Regions from separate parts of the Sus scrofa genome. Here region 2 is linked to region 1. Evidence: chromatin contacts called from public HiChIP or PLAC-seq data. All regions are on one chromosome and are shown on one strand. Each heading gives the region's core, a stretch centred on a gene start, on an enhancer-like site or on the middle of the called end of the contact. The rest is flanking DNA. Distances are from core to core; before and after follow the strand shown.

Region 1 (3,580 bases), core at 527-3,026:
GGGTGCTCGGGGAGCTACAGCGCGACGAACGCAGAACCTGTAAATCACTGCAAACCAGAAAACCAGAAAACCAGGTGTGGTTTCAGACCCTTCGGCCCTCCGCCCTCCCCAGCACGGGATGCGCTCTCAGAGACGGCAGAACGACTCGCACAGAAAGCAGGACTCGAGAGCGCAGCAGACCCCCGGCCAAAGCACCGGTAACCATGACGACCCGCGGAGCGGGAGGGAAATACAAACACCCGACTGCGGCGGGCGCCGGTCCTGCGAGGTCGGGAACAGCCGGCCGCCGAGCGGCGGCGGCGAGAAGCGGGCTCGCAGCACCCGCGCTGCGCTCACCTGGTGCAGGGCTGTCAGGCCGTCGACATTGGCCGTGTCCACGTCGGCGCCCCGGGCCAGGAGCCGCCTCACCTCGTCGGTGTCTCCGCTGGAGCAGGCAGCCAGGAACACGGCGCCGTCCTCGAAGCGGACCCGCGGGCCCGCGCGCCGACTCTGCGGCTGCCGCCCCGCGCCCGGCCGGTCGGTGGGCTCCTGCTCCGTCAGCGAACCCCGCCAGCGCCGCAGCTGCTCGGCCCGCCGCGCCCGCGCCGACTCGGCCCGCTTCCCGCCCAAGTGCTCCAGCTCTGCCATAACGCCGCTGCTCCGAGCCGCCCCGCCGCCGCCTCCGAGCGCTTCAGCCGGGAGAGGAGGGCGGAGACCCACGCGCAGCCATCTTTACTGCTCCGCCGCCGCGCCGCCCGCGCCGCCCGCACGCCCCGCGGCCTCAGCACGCAGTTGCAGCGGCGCCCCGGAGCATCACGGGACTTGTAGTAGGAGAGCCGCGCGTCCCCCACGCCCGGGCGCGCCCGCGCCTGACGGGAACTACAAGTCCCTGGACGGACCGCGAGAGAGGCGCGGTCCGGGAGCTCCCTACTTGGCCGCAGACCTGCGAGGTCACCTCCGCCCCAAGCGGGAGCTGTCCCTGGCCGGAGTCAGCCTCTGTGGGCGTGTTAAGAGTCGTGGTTCATTCTCTTTGCGACTACCAGCTAATTTTGGCTCCCTAATTAACACGTCAATCTTTTGGAGTGGAAAAGGGGTCAGTTGTTATCCCTACTTTCTGTTGCAGAAAACTGGACGGGAAGTACCCAAAACTTTCAAAACTGTGTCCTGGTTCTGAATCCAGAGTTTTATTAACTTAGAGGGCATGAACACGTAGCCCTGAAAAGCCCCTGGGAAGGATGCACGCAGGTACAGCGGAAAGAGCATTCAAATTCAGTTCTCCATACAGAAGTTCTCTGAGCCTGTTTCCTTGATTGTAAAAAGGGGGTAATGTCACCTCACAGGATGGTCCTGTGGCTCGAATAAGACGATATATGCAAGGATACCTAGTGCTATCCCTGGCTTCTATCAGCTCATAATAAATACTAATTTCCCTTCTTTCTCTCTCCTCCTCTTCTCCAGTTTTCGTGGATCTTAAATTATTGGGAGACAGAATGGATGTCATGTGTCTTAAATTATTGGGAGACAGAATGGATGTCATGTGTTCCATGATTTTTTTACCCAAAGCTACAAAAAACGTATACAGAGCAAACACAATACTGCAAGTCAACTATAGTTCAATTAAAAAAAAAAATACTATAGAGCATACAAAACTCCTAAAGCAGCAAGTAGGCCATTTTCATGTTCAAAGAGAGCTTGGTTATAAAACCTGTTAAATAGACTTAGCATTATTACAACATTGTAAATCAACTATACTTCCATAAAGCTTTACAGAAAGTTGACTTAGTAACTATATCCCTCCAGGCTTTAGCCCTGGACAAAACATAAATAATTTTTTTTCCATAATGAAAGAGATCATATACAATTATTAGGTTCTTTAAACTTTCAGTTTTTCACTAAAAAAAATGTTGCAAGGAGTTCACATTTTGACTCAGCAGAAACAAACCCGACCAGTATCCATGAAGATGTGGGTTCAATCCCTGGCATCACTCAGTGGGTTGAGGATCCTGCGTTGCTGTGGCTCTGGTGCAGGCCCGCGGCTACAGTTCGGATTAGACCCCTCCTAGTCTGGGAACCTCCATGTGCTGTTGTGTGGCCCTAGAAAAGGCAAAAAGACAAAAAAAAAAAAAGATTAGGTCATTGTGAAGGGAAACTTTATTATATTCTATCATGTGAACATTTGTCTGTGCTTCACTTTTTCCTGAGATGAGCTGAGAAGCAAATGAAAAGGGACACTTAGATATAAAATATGCTTAGTAATACTCTATCTAAATATGCTTAATTTGGAGTTTCCGTCGTGGTTCAGTGGTTAACGAATCTGACTAGGAACCATGAGGTTGCAGGTTCGATCCCTGCCCTTGCTCAGTGGGTTAACGATCCGGCGTTGCCGTGAGCTGTGGTGTAGGTCGCAGATGTGGCTGGGATCCTGAGTTGCTATGGCTCTGGCATAGGCTAGCAGCTACAGCTCCGATTAGACCCCTAGCTTGGGAAACTCCATATGCCACGGGAGCAGCCCAAGAAATGGCAAAAAGACAAAAATAAATAAATATGCTTAATTAGGTATCCTTAAATTCTTCATAAATGCTAATTAAGTTATTAGCATCTTGGTGAACTGTGAATAACAATGTATATAAAAATAAAAGATGTAATACTGTATACTTTATATAGCCATGTGTTCCTTGCATTAATTTAGTTACCACAGAACTTGTTATACTTCATCATCTACTGGAAATCTGTATGAGAGGTGTTCCCATCATGGCTCAGTGGTATCAAACCCGATTAACATCCATGAGGACAAAGGTTCCATCCACTCAGTGGTTTAAGGATCCAGTATTACCATGAGCTGTGTTGTAGGTCACAGACGTGGCTCGGATCCTGCAATGCTGTGGCTGTGGCATAGGCTGGCAGCTACAGCTCTGCTTTGACCCCTAGCCTGGGAACTTCCATATGCTGCGGGTGTGGCCCTAAAAAGGCAAAAAACAAAACAAAAACAAAAAACAAACCCAAAACACTGGTTCTTGATAATAAAATTACAAAAAAATAAAATTCTGTATGAGATTGACTTTGTAGCTTGTCAACGTGGAAACTCTTATTTCAACTCAGCCTCTTGCTGATAATTAAAATTGCCCACAAGCTCTCAAATAGAACTGTCCCTATAGGATAAAAGAAATATTGATATTAAACTAGATAGGAACCTAACCCTCTTCAGGAAACCATTATTAGCTTAAACTCTGCCAGTCTAGAAAATCAAAAAGCAAGAGAAGGGCAAGGTTTCAGCATCATGCAAATTGCAGAAACCTCAGGAAGCACATCTCTGACAGCAATCCACATGCACCATCTTAATATTATGATGCTGGTACATGACAGTTTCTCAAAAAAAAAAAAAAAAGAAAGAAAGAAAGTATGTAGAATTGGACCACATGTTTTACTTACTGATTTTCTAATAAGCATTTTTTAGCTTGGGTAAAAATTTCATGAATTAATAATGTTACTTTTTTTTTGGTCTTTTTAGGGCTGCACCTGTGGCATATGGAAGTTCCCAGGCTATGGGTCAAAGCAGAGCTGTAGCTGCCGGCCTACCCCACAGCCACAGCAACGAAGGATC
Region 2 (3,580 bases), core at 301-2,800, 78 kb before region 1:
AGGCAAGCGTGGGCTTTGGAAATGAACCCTGCCTCTGCACAAACGGCCGTGACAGCTGCTGCCTGCCCTGCTCCGCCTGGCCTTCTGCAAACTGCCAGCCACTTGCCACCCCCGCCCTGCTGTCGGCCAGTCCCATCACCCCTTCCAACGACAGGACCCTGTGGGCTTCCACGGTGCTCTGGAGCAAGCCCGATCACAGCGCCACGAGGATGGAGGATGGAGATGGCCGCCCACCCAAATCCGGATCGAGAGACCGTTAGTGAGTTCAAGGAGGAGGGAAGTGGCCAAAGCAGCTGCCTCTGATGCGAGGCGTGATGTCAGACCCACCACCCGGTGCTCTGAGGGCCTGAGTATTTCCACCTGCAAAGCGGGGTGGAACCCCACTCCTTCCCAACAGCTCAAAGCAACACCTCTGGCCACGGGGAGCTTTTCAGAAAAAGAAAAGGAAAGGAACTGTTCAAGAGGGTGCCCTTCTCAAAAGTAATAAACTTTCCGAAGTCCCCCCCTTGAGCTTACTATGTAGCAAAACCATCAATTCTCTAGAACTCTATAAGCCTTGAAAAGTCGCCTGACTCCTGCGTTTAGTCTTCAGGGACTGAGGCCATTTTCACAGACTCTCCCCATCAGAGAGACTGCTGTCTACGCAGTTAATGTGCTTTCAAGCTCTCCTGCCCCCACCATCACAATGCGACTTTGGGGGAGACGGGGAAAAAATAAAGATTACCCACAGTCCCTCAGAAAAATCTAGCGTTAACCTTTCCAAGTGGACTGGGATTTGGCATCATAACATGTCTGTTCCTGTATCTGTGGTCACCTCTGTGGTCAAAAAGCTGAGTGAAGGCTGGCCCGCAGGGGAGAGCCGTGCTGGTCACTGGCCAGTGACATGCACGCACCTGCTCGTCCCCTGCCAACAAACGGACCAGAAAGGGAGCACTGTGCAGGTTCAATGGCGAGACTGCAGACGGGGCTCCTGCCTGCCAGCCTGAAGACGCATTTCCCCGATGCTAACAGCTTCCAACTGGGTCTGCAAACCTGGCCCCAGGCCGGCACAGTTTCCACCAGGAGCCAATTACACAGAAGGCTGCAGCTTCTAGAGAAGAATCAGCACCAGCACATTCTTTCAGAAGGAAAATTTAGTTTTCAAAACACGTGATTTTTTTTTTCTTTCAGCTTATGTTTGTCTAAGGGGGAAACTAAATGGCTTTAATTCTGTAAAGGCTTAAATGACATGTTTTATTTGATCAGTCATTCCCCTGCTGAAAACACTTCAGTTCACAGCTGCGAGCACAGATAGGAATCCATATGACTCGCTTCCCGCCAACCTCTCTAGCCCCCCAACGTCCAAAGTGTGCCCAGAGGAAGAGCCGTTGGCTTTCTGTGAAAACACCCAAATGAAACAATTTGATGGACACAGAAATTTGGCAAATGCTCCAAACTCTTAAACAACAACCCTGCCCCCGCCGCCCGAGAGGAGTGATCCTGTTTAGCCTTGTTTGACTCAGCGTTCCACAAACGCACTTGGCTAGAGTGCTTTTCTGCATCTGACCCTACTTCACATGAGACACTTGTGGAAATGCTACGCCGGCCTTGCCTTCTCCCAGCGCCAGGCAGTGACCTTGTCCCGGAATGTCTCGTGTTCCTTTGAAACCACCACCCTCCTGCTACTGCTTACAGTAAAACTCGGCCCCAGAAACCCTCCCTGCTGCCCTAACGAGCCGGATTCAGACTCCCTCCTCTGCACCCACAGGTCTACACCAGCCTTTATCACACCCTTGGCCACCTGTTCTCTAGCAACTGATCTGCCTGTTGGCCTTCCACAACAGACAGTTTAGGCTTTGCTTTGACCTTGTGTCCCTTACCCCTCTGGCCTGGCACGTGGTAGCCTCTCCTTAGATGGTTGGGCCCCACGAGCAGGATGCTGTGCAGATAAAACGCACACTGCACTTGCAAAATCTTCCATCTCAACCACTCCTCCCGATCCACTCACCTGTCTGCTCCCAGGGAGGCTCCGTCTTTAGTACAACTGGCCACTTCTGATCACTGCTACCGTGAAGTAAAATTTACGCGTTATGGCAAGACAAGAAAAATGTAAACACACAAAAACTGTCTCTGCCCTTTGGCCTCCACGCTCTCTTCACTGATAATCGTGTGTGTACATCTTCCATCAACCGAGCTCCCCGTCGGCAGGAACACCTGTTCAACCTCACAGAGCAGCTGCCCCAGAGACAGGACAGCCCCCTTACAGATCACACTTCTTTTCCACCTCCTAAGGGACCGCGATGATGCTGGGGTCTGGGCTGTGGAAGCTGCTGAACGTACAGCCCCGTCTCAAAAACTTACATAACTGGGCCTGGACTCCTAACAGCTCCTGGGGCTTTCTGAGATGCTGTTCCCAGGTTATAATCCTCAAATGTGACTCAAATAAAAATTTCCACTTATTTTATTTTTATTTTTGGCTGCCCCTTGGCATTTGGAGTTCCTGGACCAGGGAGCAGATCCAAGCAGCAGTTGCAACCTAAGCTGCAGATACAGCAATGCCAGATCCTTAACCCACTGTGCCGGGCCGGGGATTGAACCTGTGTCCCAGTGCTCCCAAGATGCCACCAATCCTGTTGCGCCACAGCAGAAACTCCAGTTTTCCACTTCTCTGACTCATTTTTGTCAACAAAACCAATGTAAAACCATAGTCTGAGGTTTCTGCTCTGCATTCAGACATGTTGTCACATGTTTGTCTACACCTGTGAACACTCCCTCATGGTGATTTGCTTTCTCCAGTGTTTAGACCATTCTGTGTGAGGCTGTCTCTGGTGGGGACTGTTTTACAGAAATCCCTTACATCCCAGGTTGAAGATGTGGTTCTTTTCAAGCTGGTTTTGGATTTGCTTGTGCCATGATGGCACCAGAATTTCAAGAGTACAGACCTACTTCCTATCCTAAATTCTTGGCTTGGGGTTTTTCAAACTATGTGAGTAGTAAAAATACACCATGACAGATTTTTCTGCAACAAAGACCTACTATGTTGCACAGGGAGCTAAATTCAGTTATCTTATAATAACCTGTAATGGAAAAGAATCTGAAAAAAAAAAAAAAACTAACTGAATCATTTTGCTGTACACCTGAAACTCTGTACGTCAACTTTAATTTTTAAAAAATCTAAAAATTAAAACAATCTAAATTACATTTAGAATGGATAAGCAATGAGGTCCTACTGTATATAGATAGCACAGGGAACTGTATCCAATCACTTGTGATGGACCGTGATGGAAGATAATATGAGAAAAAGAACATACATATATGTATGTCTGGGTCACTTTGCTGTACAGCATTAACTGACAGAACACTGTAAGTCAACTATAATTTTAAAAATTTTTAAATTAAAAAAAAAGATTTCCCATCATGGCTCAGTGGAAATGAATCTGACTAGGAATCATGAGGATGCGGGTTTGAGCCCTGGCCTCGCTCAGTGGGTTAAGGATCCAGTGTGGCCGTGAGCTGTGGTGTAGGTCGCAGACAAGACTCGAATCCCCTGTTGCTGTGGCCGTGGCGTGTGCTGGCAGCTACAGCTCTGTTTGGACCCCTA

Evidence for each region. HiChIP or PLAC-seq counts read pairs in DNA pulled down with a chosen protein or histone mark.
Region 2: an H3K27ac HiChIP or PLAC-seq map of skeletal muscle shows a contact between it and region 1. The contact joins the enhancer-like site here to the promoter of PPP1R12B in region 1. A contact is called at or near these places in 2 of 5 promoter capture datasets (fetal skeletal muscle and skeletal muscle), 3 of 47 Hi-C or Micro-C datasets (embryonic fibroblasts, fetal heart ventricle and heart right ventricle) and 2 of 2 datasets of contacts at active chromatin or transcription factors (alveolar macrophages and skeletal muscle).

The regions. Positions count from the first base shown.
Region 1 is chr10:24,462,199-24,465,778 of Sscrofa11.1, reverse strand. PPP1R12B (protein phosphatase 1 regulatory subunit 12B) reads right to left here and starts at 1,776. Exons shown (of 25, transcript XM_021064548.1): 1 at 337-1,776. The coding sequence starts at 627.
Region 2 is chr10:24,539,486-24,543,065 of Sscrofa11.1, reverse strand. The region is part of intron 13 of PPP1R12B (protein phosphatase 1 regulatory subunit 12B); the gene reads right to left. Among named protein-coding and RNA genes, the nearest start is that of PPP1R12B, 77 kb to the right of the region's middle. Within about 2 kb of position 1,550, at least 7 of the 83 cell types and tissues checked have an H3K27ac peak or open chromatin away from gene starts, as enhancers often do. A contact at or near this core is called in fetal skeletal muscle and skeletal muscle, where this site is marked.